Linked DNA regions of Danio rerio: region 1 is linked to region 2. A link is a contact called in public HiChIP or PLAC-seq data. All regions are on one chromosome and are shown on one strand. The core of a region is the stretch at or near the end of the contact, and the rest is flanking DNA. Distances in the headings are between cores, read along the strand shown. Region 1 holds the start of slc7a7 (solute carrier family 7 member 7). Region 2 holds the start of si:ch73-71d17.2.

Region 1 (4,185 bases), core at 67-2,566, 140 kb after region 2:
AGACAGTAAAAAAATGTAATTTAAAATGTATTTTTTTATGTAAATCTTTGTCCAAAAGATTATACTGATGGTTTTTACATTTTATGTTGAGGGTTCCTCATCTAGAATGAGATCAAAAGTATAATTGAAACAGGGACCTGCTGATAAAATACTTGCTGGCATTCATCTAATGAAGACACAGAAAGCAAGTTGCCTGAAATCAAATTAAAGCTTGTGATTTTGTAAGTTAGCTTCAAAAAGTCTACCACATTATAAGTTATTTCTATTTAATTGAATTTCATTTATGTATTTGTTTATGTGTGTTTGTCAGTGTAATGGTGTTTATTTTCATTCACTGTGGCTGGTTGGTGCAACTTTTACTCCAGTTTCTGTGTTAATATAATATTTATATTACTTTTTATTATATTATGTACTAATGTTTATATTATATAATATTTTAGCTAAACCTTTATTATTATTTTTATGTTCATTGTAGTTTAAGACATCTTAGACATTTTGTTATGTGCTTTTGTAATTAGTATTTTGCATTGTACAGGCACATATATTTCAGTATTCTATGATTAAAGGTCACACTTTACAATAAAGGCTTCTAATGTTAGGCTATTTACTAACATTAACTAATGAAACCTTTTTGTAAAGTGGGACCATTAATCAAAGTCGAATACTGAAATAAATATGCCTGTACAATACAAAAAACTACAATTATAAATTATGAATGAACAATAATTCTAACCCAATAGCCTACACTGTGAAAAATAAAATCCTGGTTCCCTTAAAGTTTTTAGCTGAATCAAATTAACTTTATGAGTCCATTCAACTTATATTATGTATACAATTAAGTTAGGACATGATTAACTTAGTTTTATAAGTTACAATGTACTAAAAACATATGACTAATTGATCATATAATGGTGTACAGTGTATTAGTTCTTGTAGTTTTATAGCCTGGTAGTTTATCTGAACTTTTACTGATCCATTTTTTAAATCCAAACTTATGCTTGTTACCATTATAGCACTGCCAGTTAATTGGAACAAAATCCGACTGTATTTACATTTACTAACGTTAACAAAGACGATGGATAAATCCTGTCATTGTTTGTTCGTGTTGGTAAACACAGTAGCCAACATTAACTAATGGAAGCTTGTTGTAAAGTATTAGCCTACCCGATAACAATAGGCTATCCTTAATTTTGAGACCTGCAGCAGTTGTTCCTGACGCTGATAATTATGGCTCAGTATAATTATGCTCCGTCCCTTTTCCCCTCCCCTCACTCTCTGCGTTTGTATCTGTGTTTGACTGAGAGCAGAAGTTCATCAATCGACTGCAATCGTCTCGAGAGCACGAGCTTGGAAGAAGAAACTGACAGAGACCATATGACTGTGAGCTCACACGGCCAAATAACATGACCTGCCCGCTGACTTCAACTGTGACCACGACAATGAACGATAAATAAAGCATCAGTACAAACTGCATCCTGATGCCAGTTCAGCACCTGGAAAGGAAAGGTAGGTTCAGGCAAAACCATTTTCTCCTCAGCTATCATGACGTCTTTTTAGGGAACATTTAAGATATTTCTAACACTTTTAAACATTCAAGGTGTCATTATAAAATGCATATTGTGTAGTTACAGGTTTTACATGGGTAATATTTAAACTTGCTGTACTTAATTATCATATCAATGTAAAGCTTTACTATACTTTTCCTTAGCTATCATGACGCCTTTTCAGGGGAAATGTGAGATATTTATAACACTTTTAAACACTCAATGTCTCATTATAAAATGCATATTGTGTAGTTACAGGTTTTACATGGGTAATACTTAAGCTTGCTGTACTCAATTATCATATCAATGTAAAGCTTTACTATACTTTTCTGTATTTGGTAATAAATTGGAAGTAGTTTCTGTACTGTTCTGTACAACACTGTAAAAATGGTTGGGTTTCACACAGTTCCTTCATGTTGTCTCAACACAAATCCATTAAGTTAACCTTATTGTTTTTATAAATTTAAGTAGAATAAGCAAAAAACAAATAAATTGTCTAAAAAAAACCTAAAGAATGAACAAGCAACAACAAAAAAATATTTTATGAATATATAATGAACTGATGAATATACATTTTCTTAATTGCATGCTTTATACAACAAGGCTTTGGCGGCTTAGGCTGTAACCTTGAATGATTTTGTTTTATAGTTGTTTTTTTGAGCGCTTATCAGCATGTCCTGAACCTTGCTCTCCGGTCCCTAAAGATTTTGCATTGGTGTGGCTTTTAATTATCACGTGCAGTAATTTGCTTCTGTCCACCCACTCATCTCAGCTCTTTAATCATCCTTTTATCTCTTTTTGTCTTTCCCGCATGTAACTTTCTTCACCTGTGATAAGGTGTTCCTATTACAGAGGGCATTTAGACAGATCTGTGAGAAATGTCAATTAGGAACCATTCAGTCTAAGAAATTATGTAATTCAGTGTAGGGTCTGATATTGACAATCCCAACATTAGGTTATTTTATTTAATTAAATGTTAAGGGATAGCTGTAACGAAAAAGAAAAAATACTAACTATTTACTCACCCTTGTGCAGTTTCAAACCTTTATTATGCTTTAAAAACATTTCTAATTCCTTAGAAGAGGTCATTTTTAAAGAAATGTTTTAAAGAAAGCTAAAAACCTGTAACCACTGACTTAATGTAGCGAGAAAAATACTATTGGAGTCAATGGTTACAGGATCCAGCTTTCTAAAAAATACCTTCTTTTGTGTTTAACAGAAGAAAGTCAAACAGGTTTGGAACAAGTGACAGGTGAGTGAATGCAACAATTAAAAAGTTCACAGTTTTCAGCTACCTTGAGAATAAAGATATACCGTTACCAGTTTTAACCTTTTCAGATTTCAGGATGCTTCATGAAAATTAACTCTGATCTGTTGGTAGTTAAATTGAATAGGTGTTAATGCTGCCATCTAAACTGTGAAAGCTAAACCAAACCAGTGAAAGTTGGGTAAACTGGTGTGGCCGTGGTGCAGCAAGTACCAAAGTCATGTAAACAAACCAAAAAAAAAAAAAAAAGACAATGTTACAACTTGTGATCCTAAACACAATCTTTTCCCCCATTTAACACTGTAAAGAAAATCCTGTGTTGTTTTAACTAGGTGTTGGGTTAAATATGAACAAACCCAAAGTTGGGTTAATTTTTACTATTCAATTTTCATGACACTTTTTAACCCAGCTGTTGTGTTTATCCATATTTTACCTCACACTATTACACAGAATCTTTTAGAGGGTGATTTTTTTCAGCTTTAGGTTTTGTCTTGACAGTGTGAATAATATAAGCAGACCAGGACTGGACTAAATTCACACTACCTGACAAAAGTCTTGTCGCCTATCCAAGTTTGAGAAACAAATAATAACTTGACTTCTAGTTGATCATTTGGGATCAGAAGTGGCCTATATAAAAGGCAAAGACCCCTAGATTACGTGTATTTTACCAAAATAAAATATGACCATGTCTTAATTTTTAATTAATTAATTAGGACAGTAAGGTCTGACTTTGCTTTGACAAAAGTCTTATTACTTAACATAAATAAATTACAGTGTAGAATATAAATTCATGGTGCAGTGGAAAAAGAATTAATATTATGTATGACTCCCATGAGCTCAATAATCCAATCCCCAATCCTGGAGCATCTTGACCTTCTTTGCTTTCAGGAACTTTGATGTGGAGGCTGAAGGATGAGAAGGAGCGCTATCCTGCTGAAGAATTTGCCCTCCCCTGTGGTTTGTAATGTAATGTACAGCACAAATGTCTTGATAACTCAGGCGGTTGATGTTGCCATCCACTCTGCAGATCATCCCATACTAAATGTAACCCCAAACCATGATTTTTCCCTCACCAAACTTGACTGATGAGAAAAAGGTCTGTGAGAATCTTGGGTCCATGCCAGTTCCAGTAGGTCTTATGCAGATTATTGGAATGCAGTTCAACAGATGATTCATCTAAAAAATTGACCTTCTAACACTTATCCAAATCATCAACTAGAAGTCAAGTTATTGTTTGTTGCTCTTACAACTGGGATTGACGACAAGACATTCATCAGGTAGTGTAGGAGAACCAAACTACTTGTTATTTGTATTAGTTAACCAATGCCCAATATCATGCATCGTCAGTATACAGTTTGGCACGGTCAGCATCAG
Region 2 (4,176 bases), core at 851-3,350:
TGTCCAGAAGATGATCTCTTTAATCAGTGTAAAAACCATTCAATGCATATATTGAGCTGGAATATAGCACTATATACTTCTCTAACTCTATCTATAGTGAAAATCTCATAGCAGTCTTATATTTTAAAATGGTAATACATGAAAAGTTCATTTAAATTTTTTGCTTACATAATTTGCTGAATAAATCTAGTTGTTTAAAATGTAACAATTTAAAGTCTCGATTTCTGAAATCTACTAAAATCTTAGTCATTTCCAAATATCTTTTTTTTTTGCAAATGTACTCTTCAATAGGCATGGGACGATAACCGTTTTCAAGGTTTACCGCGGTTTGGAAAAGTCAAGGTTTTAAAACCGTCAACATTTTCTGCAATACTGTTCCTAAGGTATGTCTAATTTTTTTTTTTTTTAATTTAAAAAAATTTTTTAGGACAACAATGTCTCCAGTAGAAAAAAATATCCAAAGGTGCCTTTTATATGTGAATAATTCTGTTTTTGAAACAAATGAAGACAGCAAAAGTCTGACATGTTTACAGTTCCAAAGTATTTTAAATGTTTCTCAAAAAAATATTTTGTGTTCAAAAGAGAAAACAGTTTTTGTTTTTTACCCAGACATTTAAAAAAAACTTATTTTAGAGCAGCAAATCACAATACTGCGAAACCATGATATTTTTATCCAAGGTTATCATACCGTCAGATTCTTATACCGGCCCATGCCTACTCTTCAATACACAATATCATGTTGTTTGTCCTATTTTCCTGTCTTATTTTGACTTGCTCCTGAATCTACCCATTCATCTGTTATTTTCTTTATATGTGTTGCATAATTTTCATCCATACATCAAGTATTGATCAACTTCTTCAATATTAATCAACTTTCTGGTCTAGTTTTGGCAAATGATAGAGAAAACACCACTGTTAAAGGCCACATTTATATGATGTCATCATTTAGACTTACAAAGTATTTTACAGTATTTAAAAAAATAAAAGACACTAAAGTATTTTATACAAAATATTAAGCCATTTTCATAAACACCGTCAAATACAAATTACAAAATACTATTTTTTATTTAAAGTACATATTTGAAATACTTGTATCATAAGTACGGCCTATCCCTGATTTTTTTATCATTTACCATTGATCTCGCATGGTTTTGAACAATTCATTTTAAACGTTTACTGTTTTCAAAGTAGTATTTTGTAAATTGTATTAAACCCTATAACGTCACCCAGAACACCTACATAATAAAAGAGTTGAGGGTATTTTAGAAGTTAGAATCTCCACAATTATATTTGTCAAAGCTTCAAGACTTTTCAGTAATTAATTCCCAGGAATAGCCTATATAGATATATAATTATTAAATAAATAATTTATGATGCTTTTTTAACTTAATTTCTGATTTAAGTTTGAGAAAAGTCAACTGATGCAGGGGCTGTCTATAAGAGTGACTCCACACAAATTCTGACTAGAAAGCAAAGTACCACAGACACACACCGTCTATCTCCTCTTCAGAGTCCTCCGCGTCGGGCTCAGAGGGCGGCGTGTCGCGCCACATATCTCCACAGAAGTCATGGTTGTTCCACAGCGGCAGATAGGAGGTCCTGCGTGCTCTGAGCGGTCCTGCTCGCGGCTCCCCAAACATCCAGGGAATGGTCCTCACATTGACGGATGAGAGCGCCCGGAGAGCAGCATCCCCGCCGTAGAGTCGGTCCACCTCCAGCCCGCAGACGTGGAAACTCTCTCCGTCTCCAGCGTCTGCATCACCGCGGCTGAACTCCACATTCCGGACGACGGAGCCGCAGTGCAGTTTATTCCTGCTGATGAGCTTGTTTATAGCGGGATCCAGAGATACGCGGATCTTACAGTCTCCGTCCGTGAGAGTGGCGTCAAACAGGCTCTCTGACATGGAGATGCTGTCCGGAAAGCGGATGCTGAAGTCCAAGTCTCTGCCGTAGCGGTCCAGAGAGATCACGTACAGCGGCTCGGAGCGGGTTCGGGCTCTCGGCGAGCCGAAGGTGTTGGATTGTAGGCGGTTTAAAGTGCTTTTGAGCGGGCATGTCTCAGAGGAGCCGCCTGACAGCGCCGCCATGATTGTGCGACATCAAAACACTGCCGCGGTGCATCGTGGGAGATTGAGTACAGCACAGGAAGAGAAAACGAAACTAAAATATATGTAAAAAAATGACAGAAATAAATTAAAATAAAAAATAAACTAATAAAAGTTTTATAAAATGATTTATATTAAAGACAAGTTAAGAAAGACTAAAAAAACTAACATTTAAACACAAATAAGTGAATTTAAGAAATTAAAGGCACAATGGGTAAATGTGTAACAACTATTGAAATAAATTTTTGAAAACATTTAACATTATAAAGTAGAAAACCCAACATTTTAAAAAGCAGGAAATCATAAAAAAAAGGTTTGAATAAGCTCAAATTGAAATGTAAACCTAAATCAAATACTAAATAAAATAAAATAAATAAATCAACAAGCTAATAAATAAGTTAACAAGCAAATAAGCAAATAAATTGAGAAACAAGCAAATAAATAGGATAATAAATAAGCAAACAACTAAATAACTATAAGCAAATAAATAAACAAATAAGCAATTAAATAAAGAAACAAGCAAATAAATAAATAACTATCAAATAAATAAATAGGAAAATAAGTTAACAAGCAAATAAATAAATAGGAAATAGATTATACCTACATGTGTGTAAAGGTTTAACCAATTATATTAATAGATCAGAATTTCATTATTTCGCAATATGTTTATAAAGGACGGATTCAATCTTGGGACATCGAAGGCACTTGCAGGCCCGTAGCCAGCCTGATGAAAGGGGTGGTTCTTTTTTTCTTATAAAATTTACCTTTTTGCAGTTATACGCCTCAGTTTCTAGTTATGAGATGTACTGCAATTTATTATTTTATTTTATTTTTTTGCTGGATTAACTAGTCAGATGTCATCATAACCAGACTTTATGATGTACTAAAATATTTCCTAAAAATTGCAATTAAAAAAAATTTAAACAAGAGTAATTTTTAAAATACAAACTTATTACATCATACAATTATTAGGAAAAATAGCAATCTGTTAAAGTTTTAAAGTAAAACAAAACTGTAGCCAACTATCATTTACTAGGCAAAAAAAAAAAAAAAAAAACTGGCCAGCACATTCAACTGTCCTTAGTCACAATATGGCCATTTCAATATAAAATTCATAATTAAAACATAATAATAATAATAATAATAATAATAATAATAATAATAATAATAATAATAAAACAATTATGATGAATTCTTCAGAGTTTTCTAGTCTCTTTGTTAAAAAAAAAAGCACATTTGAAAATTCCTAGAAATCAACAACAGCCAAAATATGTTCAAATTATATTATATATTCTGGTGCTTCACATCTTTTTATTGCTCATTTTCATTTCAGAAATAAGGTCCAAGATTTAGAATAAAGTTACCTGTAAAATGTTTTCTTTGTTTATATAAACAATATAGTTGTAAAAAAAAAAGACTTCTCTTACATCAGATTATAGCCCCACTGAAGCAACAGCCGACAAAGGATTCCGTCTTAAAGCCTTTTTCGATGGATTATTTTTATTACTTATGATGGCATAGCAGTCAAAATAGGACAAATGAGCTCATGTATGAGACAAATTCTGGACCTTTGTCAGTGAGAATGGGCCTTCCAAACCCCCCTGGCCACAGGCCTGAAGAGTTAGAACATGTTTTATGCTTCTAGTAAACATGTTTTTAATAGAGTTTTGGCTGTAAAAGCGCACATGCAGGTGTTTCATGCACAGGTCAGATTTTCTCCAGGTCATAATTTAATTTATTTTTATTAATTTTGTCTAAAAAATGATTAGACCTGTCCAGTTTCATCTAAAATGTATCCCAGATTACTTTCTGAAGTGGTTTGAGTGATCGGATATCTGATCAGAATAAAACGAATGAAGTGAGCAAAAAGCCTCATAAACACAGACGTGATGGGATTATATATATTGAATATAAATGCATTATATTAACTGCATTATAAATATGTAATATTAAATTATATAAAATAATTAAAAGAACAAATGCTGGACCTTTTGGCCGTGGGGGGTGGTTAGTAGCAAGAAACATGCTATTAGGTTATGTGGCCGCTAGATGGCGATCTTGGATAATAAGC

The links. HiChIP or PLAC-seq counts read pairs in DNA pulled down with a chosen protein or histone mark.
Region 1: an H3K4me3 HiChIP or PLAC-seq map of embryo shows a contact between it and region 2, with 3 times the contacts expected there. The contact joins the promoter of slc7a7 here to the promoter of si:ch73-71d17.2 in region 2. A contact is called at or near these places in 1 of 18 Hi-C or Micro-C datasets (embryo) and 1 of 4 datasets of contacts at active chromatin or transcription factors (embryo).

What each region holds. Positions count from the first base shown.
Region 1 is chr7:19,553,112-19,557,296 of GRCz12tu, forward strand. It overlaps slc7a7 (solute carrier family 7 member 7), which reads left to right and starts at 1,317. Exons shown (of 10, transcript NM_001037559.2): 1 at 1,317-1,506.
Region 2 is chr7:19,410,432-19,414,607 of GRCz12tu, forward strand. si:ch73-71d17.2 reads right to left here and starts at 2,101. Exons shown (of 14, transcript XM_073908265.1): 1 at 1,493-2,101.